2 separate regions of the Ostrinia nubilalis genome follow, and region 1 is linked to region 2. The links are chromatin contacts, called in public Hi-C maps. All regions are on one chromosome and are shown on one strand. The core of a region is the stretch at or near the end of the contact, and the rest is flanking DNA. Distances in the headings are between cores, read along the strand shown.

What was found. A called contact is a pair of places that touch in the nucleus more often than the background predicts.
Region 1: a contact with region 2 is called in a Hi-C map of whole larva, with 2.5 times the contacts expected there. The contact joins the promoter of LOC135080010 here to the promoter of LOC135079999 in region 2. A contact is called at or near these places in 2 of 5 Hi-C or Micro-C datasets (whole body and whole larva).

The regions. Positions count from the first base shown.
Region 1 is chr17:8,449,464-8,456,342 of ilOstNubi1.1, forward strand. It overlaps LOC135080010, which reads left to right and starts at 2,222. Exons shown (of 5, transcript XM_063974679.1): 1 at 2,222-2,317; 2 at 3,080-3,227; 3 at 4,402-5,562. The coding sequence starts at 2,267.
Region 2 is chr17:8,285,997-8,292,844 of ilOstNubi1.1, forward strand. It overlaps LOC135079999 (dynein axonemal heavy chain 12), which reads right to left and starts at 5,016. Exons shown (of 2, transcript XM_063974664.1): 1 at 4,735-5,016; 2 at 1-4,579. The coding sequence starts at 4,869.

The DNA of each region.
Region 1 (6,879 bases), core at 972-3,471, 160 kb after region 2:
ATGAACTGCCCGAGTTTAGTGCGTACCGCGCCGGTCTGGGCTGGGCGGCCCTGGCGCGGTACGCTGGGAACTTACTGGCCCAGCCTTGGAGGAAGGAGTATAAGGTTATACGGGTGAGTTAGTTATGATACTTATCTCATGTACGGCCACACCTAAGCGTAGTGCACATCGACCCATGGGGATCTTCTGTGCTTTACGGGTGAGTTAACGTGCAGGCCCCTCTTTCCCCCTGGGCATTTTGGGCACGTGCCCAGGGCCCTGCGACCGAAGGGGCCCCCATCTGCTCAAAAGACCTTTTTTCAGATGATAAAGGTCCCCCTTGATCCTTAAGTCCCCAGGGCCCCTAGTAGGTTAAAAACGGCCCTGTTAACGTGGACGGAGTTTCTGTGAAGACGGCAGGAGATACTAGAGAAGTAGGAGTTATAAGCTAAATACGCTGAGTCAGTGACTGAGGTTTGGGAGCGGAAAGGTGTTTATGTTAAGGAGTTGCCCGAGTTTAGTGCGTACCGCGCCGGTCTGGGCTGGGCGGCCCTGGCGCGGTACGCCGGGAACTTACTGGCCCAGCCTTGGAGGAAGGAGTATAAGGTTATACGGGTGAGTTAGTTAAGATACTTATCTCATGTTATTTTATGTATTATATTTATGGATTATAGGGCCACGCCTGTGTAGTGTACATAGACCTATAAGGATCTTCTGTGCTTTACGGGTGAGTTAGCGTTGCCAGAGTTACTTAAAGACGGCAGGAGATACTAGAGAAGTAGGAGTTATAAGCCAAATGCGCTGAGTCAGTGCCGGAGGTTTGGGAGTGGAAGGTGTTTTTGTGATGTCAAACGTCAGCGAGACGTATTCTACGCTCTGTCATGTCATATATCCCCTGACTCAGTTATGTGCTAAACCTTAGATGTTATTTCTCTTTCTAAATATCAACATAAAATATTTAATTTCAGAAAGGGCGGGTCGCTACCGACTTACGCGATTCTTTCGTTTCGCGAAGAGATGTTTCTTTTAATTGTCCAAGATGAATGCGTGTATGTACCATCTCAAAACTGACTAGCATTGTGATGATGATTGGTTTCGAATTCAATTAAAATTCACCGAACAACCGGACCGGCACATATCTGTTGCAAAATTACAATCGAAGTTAATAGATCGCAGCGACAATGCTTCTTTCGGAATTATTATGCGGTCACGCCGCTGTGGTTTGTGGTTAGCGTCTGCTAAGAACTCGCATCTTTTCACATGTTAATTACGAATGCTATTAATTATTATAATCATGATGATCATCATCATTTTAGAAATATGTGCTCTAATATGCTTCAACCACACCAACTCGTGCAGATCGCCATCGTCGACCATCATAGGCCAGTGACAGGTCGCGCGACCTGTCTTTGGCATAGGCCATAGGATCGCGCCGGTGAAGACAATCTGTACACGTTGGTGTGGTTGAAGCTTTACACAACTCAACTTTAAAGGTTCCTGTTGAAAATGGTGATGAAAAATGCCCCAGTCTATCTTGATCAATGAGTGAGTCCCTCTTTGGCGGAGGCACACGCAGTTTATTTTGTTTGCGATTGTGTTTTGTCTTGTATTTGTGTTTGTCCAAACACTGACATCAAGCTGTTGGCAATCTTGTTTTGCGATTGTGTTTTGTTTGTAAGTCAAATAAAGTTATTAATTTCTAAATTTGCAGTTATACTGCGGCTACTTCAAGCACGAAGTCGAAGCGAACATGGTGGGCGCGGAGACGCTTCTGCACGCGATGGGATACAAACCGGCGGGAGCGGGGCGGCTGGCACTCGACGCTCCCATCTGCCCCGACATGGTGGCGGCCATCTCCCGGGACGCGCTCGTGGCGCAGTGCGAGTGCCAGGTTAGTGAACCCGAGCCCTTGAGTAGGCGGGGCCAGTGGGGCGTCAGAAGCTGGCGGGCGCGGGGCCGCTGGCACTGGACGCTCCCATCTGCCCCGACATGGTGGCGGCCATCTCACGGGACGCGCTCGTGGCGCAGTGCGAGTGCCAGGTTAGTGAACCCGAGCCCTTGAGTAGGCGGGGGACAGTGGGGTGTTACAAACCGGCGGGAGCGGGGCGGCTGGCACTGGACGCTCCCATCTGCCCCGACATGGTGGCGGCCATCTCCCGGGATGCGCTCGTGGCGCAGTGCGAGTGCCAGGTCAGTGACCCGAGCCCTTGAGTAGGCGGGGCCAGTGGGGCGTTAGAAGCCGGCGGGCGCGGGGCGGCTGGCACTCGACGCTCCCATCTGCCCCGACATGGTAGCGGCCATCTCCCGCGACGCGCTCGTGGCGCAGTGCGAGTGCCAGGTCAGTGACCCGAGCCCTTGAGTAGGCGGGGCCAGTGGGGCGTTAGAAGCCGGCGGGCGCGGGGCGGCTGGCACTGGACGCTCCCATCTGCATGGTGGCGGCCACATCTCGGGACGCGCTCGTGGCGTAGTGTGAGTGCCAGGTCAGTAACTCACTTTCAGCTAGCTTGGGGTAAGAGAAAATGGTGTTAAGACGGAGGCTTCGATATTCTAAGACTGCTAGGTGTTGGCGTATAGATGAGATGCGATAACAAGCTGATGGGCGGCGGCTATACTCGGACTTTCCCTATGGTATTGATTGGATCAGAAATTAGGAGATCCTTAGGATAAACATAGCCAAATTTAAGTGGCAGAAGGTGGGACGGGACACAGCTCGTAAAAATGTGCCGGCATAATAAACATTCTGTTCACTAGAGCAGTGTTTTTCAACCTGTGGGTCGCGACCCCCTGGGGGGTCGCCAAGCCTCTATAGGGGGGTCGCAAGAGGTCATAAAAACTACCTCAGTAAAAAAAACATTAGTTACAAAGACAGATTTATCCGAAATCTTAATTATGCAATTGCATTAAAATGTTGTATGGATTGAAGTATTCGGTCCATACAAACATCTTTGTAACGTTATAAAATGCATGAAAAAAAAGCGAACGGTCGGGGGGTCGCCAAATATTTTTTCATACGGGAGTCGTGTCATGAAAAAGGTTGAAAATCACTGCACTAGAGTATCCAAGGTTCTGGTCAAGTTTTGATCAAAGTTTTTTGTTCCAGATTATGTCTCAAGTGTGGGAGGCGGTATGGGGCGGTGGCGCGCGTGTTTCATGGGCTGACGTGTGCCGGGAGCGCGCCGCACGCGCTTCTGACGCCGCCGCCGCCGCCGCGAGACTTGCCGCCGCCGCTGATGGCGCTAATGTGCACGGTATGAGTGATAGAGAATCGGCCTTATGTCTGTTGGTATAGATCAGGTGTGGCCAACCGGTCGATCGCGACTATTAGTCCAGTCGATCGTGGCAAGGCAAAAAATACTACATGATTGTGTATGTACTAAACTATGCTGTTTCATTTAAAATTTCAAGAAGTATGTAAGTGGTAGATCACCCAGGGTTTCGTTAGTAAACAGTAGATCTTATGTCTAATCAAGTTGGCCACCCCTGGTATAGATAGATAATGTCGCAGGTGTGGGAACGTGGTGTGTGCCGCCTTCGCCGCCGTTGACGGTGCTAATTTTCACGGTACAGGTGGGTCAGCCTTAGATCTTGTAGTTCTATAGTCTGGTCTGTGAGCACGTAGAATTTTGTCTAACGACCCCAAGCTGCCCATCCTTATCGCTCGCGTGTAATTATGTTGCTGTCGCGCTCGCATACTCACTGCGGGCGCCCGTCGCACAGTCGCGACAGCAATATAATTACGCGCGAGCGATAAGGATGGGTAGCTTGGGGTCATTGGACAAAATTCTACGTGCTCACAGACCGGGCTTTAGATTGTCTCAAGTGTGGGAGGCGGTATGGAGCGGTGGCGCGCGTGTTTCATGGGCCGACGTGTGCCGGGAGAGAGCCGCACGCGCTTCTGACGCCGCCACCGCCGCCGCCGCGAGACTTGCCGCCGCCGCTGATGGTGCTAATGTGCACGGTATGAGTGATAGAGAATCATCGGCGTTATGCTATAATGAATAAGAGCTATTCGTGCACTTTGCTTACCAGTGTCGAGAGTAGGTACAGTGTGTTTTATTTTTTTATTGAAGTGCTTTTTTATTGAATTTAGGCTTCGTGCAAGTGTCTTCATTTATTTCTTACATAATTGGATTAATTTTAAACTTTCGCGTTGCATAATTGAATTAATTTAAACAAGTTTTAACGCGATACGCGGATAGGTAACATTGAAATATAACTTGTATTTGCCTGAAGTTTCGAGCGAGTTGCACCGGCCCTGGTTACAGGCTGACAGTCAGTTAATTCAATACATAATTGGAATCATTTATTGGGTCATCGAAAATAGATATCACTGACTATTTTGCCAAACTGAAGATTCAGCTAATTCCGAATGTGGACGGAATGTGGACGGTCTGACTTTAATAAGAAAAATCCTTGTTTCAGGTTCAGAAATATATTCAAACATACCCGTGACGGTGACCGACATCCACCACCGGAGCCGGCTAGTTGATACCCGGTACCCCCGCTACAACGAGACCTCGTTCGACGAGCCCCTCCCTCCCATGCACCCCCCCTACGCGGTGCCCCCCCACCTCATGTACCCCCTGCCCCACGACATCCCCGTCACCGTGACCAGCCAGCTTGTCATGACCCCCTACGGAGTCCCCTACTACTACCCAGTCCAAGCACCCTATATGATCCCCACACCAGTCTACGCGCCTATAAAACAAGCCACTAACGTACCTATCAACGGATACCCCCCCACTACACAATATAACAGGTATCCTTCTGTACCCACTGCCCAGCTCATCGAACTCGACTCCCCGTCCGTTTACGAAAACGGCCGCTTTGACAAACACCGGGACGATGACCGAAGTCACAGAAGAAGCAGGCAGCCCGAAAGTTCGAGAAGGAATAGCACGTCAAAGTCAGGATTCAGTGACGTGTCGCTCCCTAGTTTACCGCGGTCTGACACTCAACCGGCCTTGAGCAAAGCGAGGGAAGACGGGATGGGAACTTACGAGAGCTGGGATTACGTGTTTCGAAATCTTTCGAGCAAAGAGCAGGACGGGGAGACTCGGAGCCGGTATTCCCCGTCTCTGGATCGGGATTCCCGGACGCTGGACCGGTTAGACCGGGAGGAGAGGCGGGCGAAGTATCAGCCGACCACCCTCGATTTGGAAGACGGCTTGCAAGCGCTAAACATCGACAGATCCTACGACGAGGACGCGTACCGGACGGCAAAAGTCAACGAGAATTTGATGCGATTGAAACAGGAGCAGGAGTTGAAGCGAGCTAAGCAGTTAGCTAGAAAGCAGATGGACGAGCGAAAGCCTAAGAAACTGGAGCCTATTAAATCCGACGCGTTGATATCGACTAAAGTGGCGCCCGACAAAGTCAAACTTTTAAGTAAGAAGGACGTGAAAGATAGGAAGGAGGTGATAAAGCAGCAGAGTTCGATGAACGGGTCGGTGGCAAGTGTGGAGGCCAAGAAAGTGCGGAAACCAGCCAAGCTCGTCGCGGCCGAGGCCGAGCGGCCCGCGCGTCCCGCCAAGCCACTTGAGAATGGACACAGCAGCGGACATAGTTCGAAAACGACGCCTGGTGAGTTTATTTTCTGTACTTATTCTTGCGAAATATTCAGTTCAGATTAAGACATGGTTTTGAAACTTGATTCCTAATTAGAAACCCGCTTGAAAGGATTTTTTTTACTGTTTTGTCTGATTTAATTGGAAATATAATACAAAGGCAGTTGTTTTTCAGCTAGAATATTTTAAAAAAAATACTACTAAAATACCTTTTTTCTACTTCTTCTTCTGTAGACTGTAGGTAGTAGCTTAAATCTTCGTCTTTGTGAATAATAAATAAATCACAGGTTTAGACACTACATAATTCGCTATAGTAAATATTTTGATTCGATTAAATGGCATAAGTCAACAATTTTACAAGTAACTTATAAGATGTAGCAAAGCGATAACGATCTTAAATCCAAATCGAACGCTTCAAGCACAGATCTTGAGGTATTAAGGCTATCTAGTCCAGTCATTTAAGCTTAAATTAGGTAAGAATCTCGGAATTAGAGATACCCAGCTGTAAGTCTGTAAATACTTGTATATTGACACCCTAAAAGTTGTCTCAAAACCTACATATGGTAGGGTGTAAGCAACTATAAAATTTTAAGGTCAAAGGTCACAAAAATCGGTTTTTTGCGCTTTTTTTGGAAATATCTCATTTCCTATGGGTTTTTTGCTATTTGTATTTATTATCAATATTGTAGAATACTAAATTCTCTACAAATTTTGTTTAAAAATTTTTTTTATACGGTGAACCGTTTTCGAGATAGAGGGCGGAGAGCGCGCGGTCACTGCATCAAAATCAAAAATCAAAATCAAAATCTGTCTGTCTGTCTGTCCGTCTGTATGTTCCTTATAGAAACAAAAACTACTCGACGGATTTTAACGAAACTTGGTACAATTATTCTTCATACACCTGGGCAGGTTATAGTTTACTTAGGAATTCCCACGGGAACAGGAATTAGCGGGAAAATCCTTTTGTATGAAAAATCTAAACCGCTTAAGTAGACCTGAAGTGATGCAGTGACCGCGCGCTCTCCGCCCTCTATCTCGAAAACGGTTCACCGTATAAAAAAAGTTTTTAAACAAAATTTGTAGAGAATTTAGTATTCTACAATATTGATAATAAATACAAATAGCAAAAAACCCACAGGAAATGAGATATTTCTAAAAAAAGCGCAAAAAACCGATTTTTGTGACCGTTGACCTTGAAATTTAATAGTTGCTTACACCCTACCATATGTAGGTTTTGAGACAACTTTTAGGGTGTCAATATACACGTATTTACAGACTTACAGCTGGGTATCTCGAATTCCGAGGTGAACTTACTATAATGACTGGACTAATC
Region 2 (6,848 bases), core at 3,766-6,265:
CTTTGTATGTACATTGGCAACCTCCTGGCTGTTTTCTTTCCTCCATTAATGTTAAAGCTTCAGATAATATTTTTAAAGTCATAGATTTTCCCGAAAACGGGTCACCTACTAACATGAAACCATGCCTGACAATCATCATTTCATATGTCTGAATAACTTTTATCAGAAAACATTCCATTGGCTGGAGATTATTCTTTGCGCAAGCATCATCACACGCATTCAAGAAATTTACGTAATCTGGTTTCGGTAGCGAGATACCAGGAAAAAGGTCAGTGATAATGCCTTCAAACAGAGGCACGTCGAAAGACAAAAACTTTGGTAAATTAACATCGGTGATAGACCTAAGAAGCAAGATACTTTCATTCTCATTAGGGAAACTTCTTTTTAAATTACCAGCAGCCGATAACACCGTCTTGACTGCCCTCATACCGTAATCATAATGGTTTTGTGATGATAACTGTTCTGAGCAAAGGCGGTATGTAGTTACAATTTTTACAGATAAATTTCGTGCATCTATAAAGCCAAAAGAATACAGCGAAATTTCGCCAATCATAGCATAATCGGGAACCATCATGGCCACAGTACGAAATAGCACTTTGAGATTATCAGGTAATTCGGAACGACCTGCGTAACCGGGATTCATAGTAATACATACGTAACACGCTGGATTAAGTTTTAGTATAGTTCCTTCGAAATCAAACGTTTCCATGTGTTGTCTCACTGCTTGCACAATACAAAGTATTTGCTGGGCAATTACCGATAATACCTCTACTTCAATTCGGTTGAATTCATCAAAACATACCCAAGCTCCACAGGAAGCTAACCCTTTAAAAAATTTACCCATGGCTTTATAATCTAAACCATCAGAACAATTGAATACTACGCATTGCACAGCTAGAGCCTTTGCAAGATCTTTAGTAGTTTCTGTTTTGCCCGTGCCTGCTGGTCCTTCAGGTGCACCATTTAGATGGAGATAGTACGCTCCAATTAATGTACGATAGCAACGATCTGTCAACGGTGTTATGACTAAGCGATCGGAATTTCCTAAATATTCATATGCATAGTCAACCACAGCGTTTATTATTTTCACAAACACTCGTTCTTCTTCCCAATAATATCGCAATTGGGATAGCCATTGAAAGTCTGTTACTTCAGTGACATTTTTTCCTACCAAATCAAATATGACATCTTTAGCATGCACATCGATTACAATTAGTGCTTTGACAGTAATACTACTTAGTTTAGTTAAATCTGTACGCCGAATAACAGCTACAGTTTCATTCAGCTGTTTTGTTAAGCTTGTATGAAAAGCTTGAAGTTCGCTAAGTTTATGGGTACTCAAAGACTCATGAACATCGACAGCCCAATAAATTTGTGATATAGCTAGTACGACCATGCCTTCCCACGAAAGAATCCACTCTACTCTTCCCATATTGGGGTAATCATAATACGACAACTCTGTCTCCATTTTCACAGCTTTGAGCATCTGCTCCTCTACTTGCACCAACCATTTCTCCACTGAGCCTCTGGCTGCAGATACACTTATAATTTCCAAAAATTCTATTTGTTCTCCTTCCATTGATATCATAGACGAAATGTTAAACTCTTCATCAAAAACCAATCTATTTATACCTTCAAAACATTTCTTCAGATGTGGTTGTACTTTGAGAGGATTTTTAGTTTCTGATAATATTTCCAACATTTCATCGTTCGATAAGAAGAAAAATCTGGGGAAATACAGACGTTTTTTCTCCAGATAGTTATTAACACCATCGTTAATTTTTTCCAACATGCCGGAAGCTATCCTGAACGCTTCCAGTACTCCCATGCCGCCAGCGAGTTCAAGAGTGTGCGGATCTTTGTCAACAGAACCCATATAACGACGATATGTATTATTTACTTCCACGAACATAACTCCTTCTTCTGGCATTTGAGCCACGATATCTTTCGATGAAAATATTGGCAGCAAATACAACCATTGACTTTGTACTTTACCCCATTCATCTATGGTAGCATTCACTCTCATTATTTTTTCATACCATGCTCTGACTTGTGCTTCAAATGGTTTCACAAACGCAGAACCGCGCATTCCGACGGTTTTCACTATATGGTCATCTAAAACGCTTTGAATATCGTCAAGTCCAGACAGTATAAAAATTCCAGTGTCCTTATAAGGGCTAGTTTTGAAACAAATGTCAGTCCATTCGGCTATCATTTTATTAAGATTGGTGATTAGAGCCAGCTCTTTAGTCGCAGCCACGCTGATAATTTCATATTGATCAATTTCATCCCACAAATTAAAATTAATTATTTTGCGTAATGTTGTTCCAGCTGTAGGAGTCAAATCAAAACCGGCAATGTTGGACATCTCATCCCAGTGACGTTGCACTAATGCCGGATTACACATGATATGAGCCATTTGAACGTTAGGTCTCCATTCCTTAATTTCAGCTATAGCTTGAGCACATAGCTTCATTGGGGCAGGTAAATTATTTACATCAGGATCATCTACTAAACCTTGGAATCGTTTCTCGACACCTTCAGCGATTTGTTGTTTTATTTTGTTTTTATAGTTTTTAGATAGTTTTAAAAACTCTTTATAAAAGAAATCATGATCCTGTTCAATCTGATTATGATCCAAATATTCGAAAACTCCATCCATCCATGTATAGTAACTTCGTTTCCATCGATGTACAAGGTGTATAAGACAGTAAAATGGTAAAATAAAATCTTTGAGCTCTTCCAAGTCAGTATAACTTGACACCGGAAATTTAAAAGTAGTTTCTTCATTATTAATCCAAGTAACCAGTTTATCACATTCTCCAAGTCGGTGGACAAGCCTCCGCAAATACTCCAAATATTCAGATGTATGGTTGATATCATCCATATTATCAAGAAGTTCCAAATATGGCGTCATTTGAATAACTTCATTATTAAGGTATGCTATTTTAGACAATAAATTGTCTTCCATTTCTCCTTTAAACGTCTCATACGCAGCTGCATTTTTTTCAAATATTGGTTTAATGTCTCGCAACCAATTTACCGTGCGCGTATTGGATGCTACATGTTCTGGAGTTAGTGACGTCATTTCTAGAAGATTTGAAATTATTTCGATTTGTCTCATTATTCTTTCTTTTAGGGCTTCAACTAAAACAGTTTTAGCGTGTAAAATATAAACACCTTGCTCGATCAATTCAGCTGCATTTTCAGGTTCTTTCAGAGCTTTGGCTGCAATTATTTCAAATTCAGTGCAAATGCTATGATTTTCATCCATGTGAGTTCTGACTATACCCGCGATAATATCATTTATGAACTCCAATGCTTTTCGTTTCAGCCCATCTACCATTCTTAATTGACAAACGACGGAACAATTAAAATATTCGTTCTCAAGAACAGCTGTTATTTCAGAATCTATACTTTGAAAATATCTGATTTTATCACGACTTTCTTCAAACTCTTCAGCTTCTTCGATAAATTTATGTAAAGCTGCTTTGGCTGGAGCTCCATACAACATGTTATATTCAGCACGAAGGCGATCCAAATACTGAAGAAGCGGCTCAAATACAACATCCAGCTGTTTCTGCAATCTTTCATGGCCGTCTTTATGTAGCCATTCGTTGTAATGTACTGGCAGAGCATCGTGTGAATATGGTATTCTGAGATACTGTTCTATAGGCATTAATCTTTGCGATATATGAGATATTGCATCTGCAATATCATGAAAGGCACCATAAACAGTTTCAAGGGATGGATCGTATATGAATTCGCCATCAAAATCAAGCGCTATATTGAGAATTGGAACATAATCAGGATTTTTCAAGTAATCAATGATAGCATCAATCGATCTTCTCATCAATTCTTGTATCTGCATAGATATCATTTTGGTAGCACATTTCACGAAATCTGGAATTTTCTTTGGCTTCATTCCTTTAAGGCATCGTGGATTTTTTAACCATTGCACTAATATTGCATACCATGTACTGGAAACCAGATAGTCTGCACGTTTTATTTCTTCCATAACCTTAGTTTGAAATTCTTCCAAATCCATAGGGCCTCTGGCTCTATACTTCGCCAAGTTTATAATAAAAGGTGGAAAAGTTTTCTCGGATGATTCAAGCACGAGTCTAATAAAAGGATGCAGTAGTAGAGAGCCGTCTTGAAGTTTCTTCCGGAATTTGATCATTTTCTCGTAATTAGGTGTTACGCCATCAAATTTGAAATTGGGTTCAACGTATCGTTTACGGGAGACTCCGGGAACGTCGCGAATAACGATTCTGACGGCAAGATCGTGAAGGTTTCGGTTCCAGTCTGCCTTGCTTTCATTTATCAATTCCTCCATGATTACCGGGAACGACTGTCGCATTTTATTAGGTATCAGGCCACAAATTTTGGTTTCCCATGATTTGAGCATGGGCGGGGGTTGTATTTTGTCAGCGCATTCTTTCAGGACTGCTATGTGCCTGCACTGCGCGATCTCAAGGCGGTCGCGCTCTCGGCGTTCTAAAGGCGGACGAGCTATCTCCACCTTTCTCTCAGTGGCTTTCTCTTCAAGCACTTTTCGGAACTTGGCTTGTTTGTCCTGCAAATAATATTTTTCATTACTGGCGAGGTGCCATTGGCTAACATAAAAACAGTGGAATACCATCTAACTACGGCAGGTTAAATAATTACATTTACACATAAACATTACTCATCTATGACGACTATGGCGCTACAAATACTATGTTCACATACCTTTATTCGATTGTACGGTGGTAGAGGAGTAAATGGTAATTTGTCCATCTTGTGAACATCTGGTATGGGCAGCATAACTGGAACTCTACACCCATTTTTGGTTTGTAAAAGTTTTCTTAGCTCACTTTCTTCCATTTTGTTGCCTTTCTGAACAATCACATAATACGATTTAACAATAAGTTTTTGGTAAACAATAAAACTGAATATAAACCGTATTTGTAACAAAAAACACGTTTATTGAAAAATGTACACAAAATTCCTTTTCTTTGAAGAAGTCAATACTATTTCCATGACAACGGCGACGCGATGGTTATTTGACGTAGTTAAATAGTCAAAATCAAAAAAGGTTAAATGCAATTAATTAGTGTGAATGTCTTGGGCACTCTTGTGCGCGTTAATTCCTCTATGCTTGTGCGTGTCTTACTTTATAGCAGGAAATTGTATGAATTTTCGACTGAATAAATGCCGTCGCGTCTGCATGATTTTATTATGTACTATGGCAATGCTTTTTAAATGTGTAATTTTAACAATTTTGCAATATTTGACAGCGGGAATCGAACCCGCAACCAGGGAGTTGTGTCAAGCGAAGTGCGAACCACCGAGCCATCCAGAATGAAGACTAGTTGACTAATAATATTATTAGCAGTTCTCACAAACCTACATTATTAATAATAAAATTTTGCTAATATGGACAAGATTTAAGAGGTATTTGTATTTTTTATTAAAAAAAACTTAAGTCGGGGTTTTCAATAAAATAAAAGTATTATATTTTTTAAGTGAATTATATTCGCACAAACAATAAACAGATGCACAAATATAATATTATAATATGTACATACTTACTTACATTTATATATTTTTTACAAAATCCGTTCTTAAAAAAAATATTTACCTAATTTAACTAGAATATTCATCACAATAAAATATATGACCAGTTGATAATTTTACTTAGATATTGATGTGAAAAGATAGATAGGTAAGTAACGTATTTGTAACTTTATCAAGAGAACTATTTAAAACAATTTACCTCTTTCTCTAATTCGGGAGTTAGAGTTAGACATACATAATATTCCAATTTTGTTTCCACCTATATTTCTATTTTGCAACAATTTTTTGACATTTGGATTTGAATAATAAAATGAGGAGTGAACAAAAACTATCGAATACATTATCCTTACCCACTTTTGGTAATCAAGTTTTCTAAATCTATATTCAAATGATGAAACTGTTGTGTTTTAAAGTGTATTTCAAAAAATTCATTACATAAACATTATATAAAAGTTATTTAACTATTAACTAAATCCTCTTGTAGTTATATTTCATTATAATTAAATAGCAACTGCAAAAGAATAAAAAATTAGGCGATTTGTGATGATTTTTTAGACATTCTGAAATTATGAGATTCTGATATGAAAAATTGATGACGCGATGATGAATAATGTCAATAATAATAAAACATTTAAATCAATTGGCACAGATCTGGGGGCACGGCAGTGCCCCCGCCAAGTCGAGCGCGAAGCAAACACTGCCGTACCATCTTTACTGGAACCATTTCGCCGCATTTTCAGGCCCCTATTTGAGAACCTCTGGATAAGACCAGAACGCAGAAATTTTCGTCATCTAGTAAGCTATAATCACATACTTAAAATCCAAAATTTCAAGTCTGTAGGTCATTTAGTTCCGAAGTTAAGCGAAAGCAAAGTTTCGCATTTACGACACTCACGGCCGAATACTGAAACGCCATTTAAATATTTGACGGCTTCTCAAATAGTTAAGCAGCTCCTAAACTTACATTTCGCATACTCAAAACAATATCTGAGCAGTTCTCAATTTTTAAGCACCTCTCAAATTAAGTTGCACTCAAACGCCACTTAAATGAATTTTCGCATACTGAAACGCCATTCAACGCTAAGCATTACTCAAACAACTGTCAAATCGTCTTAAGCAGCTGTTAAATTTGAGAGTGCTTTCGCGGTATCTTAAATCCTATTTTTATACCTAAATCGACCTAAATAGTGGTAAATAATGTGTGTCATCGTTATCATTTCTTTCGAGCCTCGAGGAAATACCTAGATCTAATCGCAGGAACGCAATAAGGCTGAACGCTATTAAAA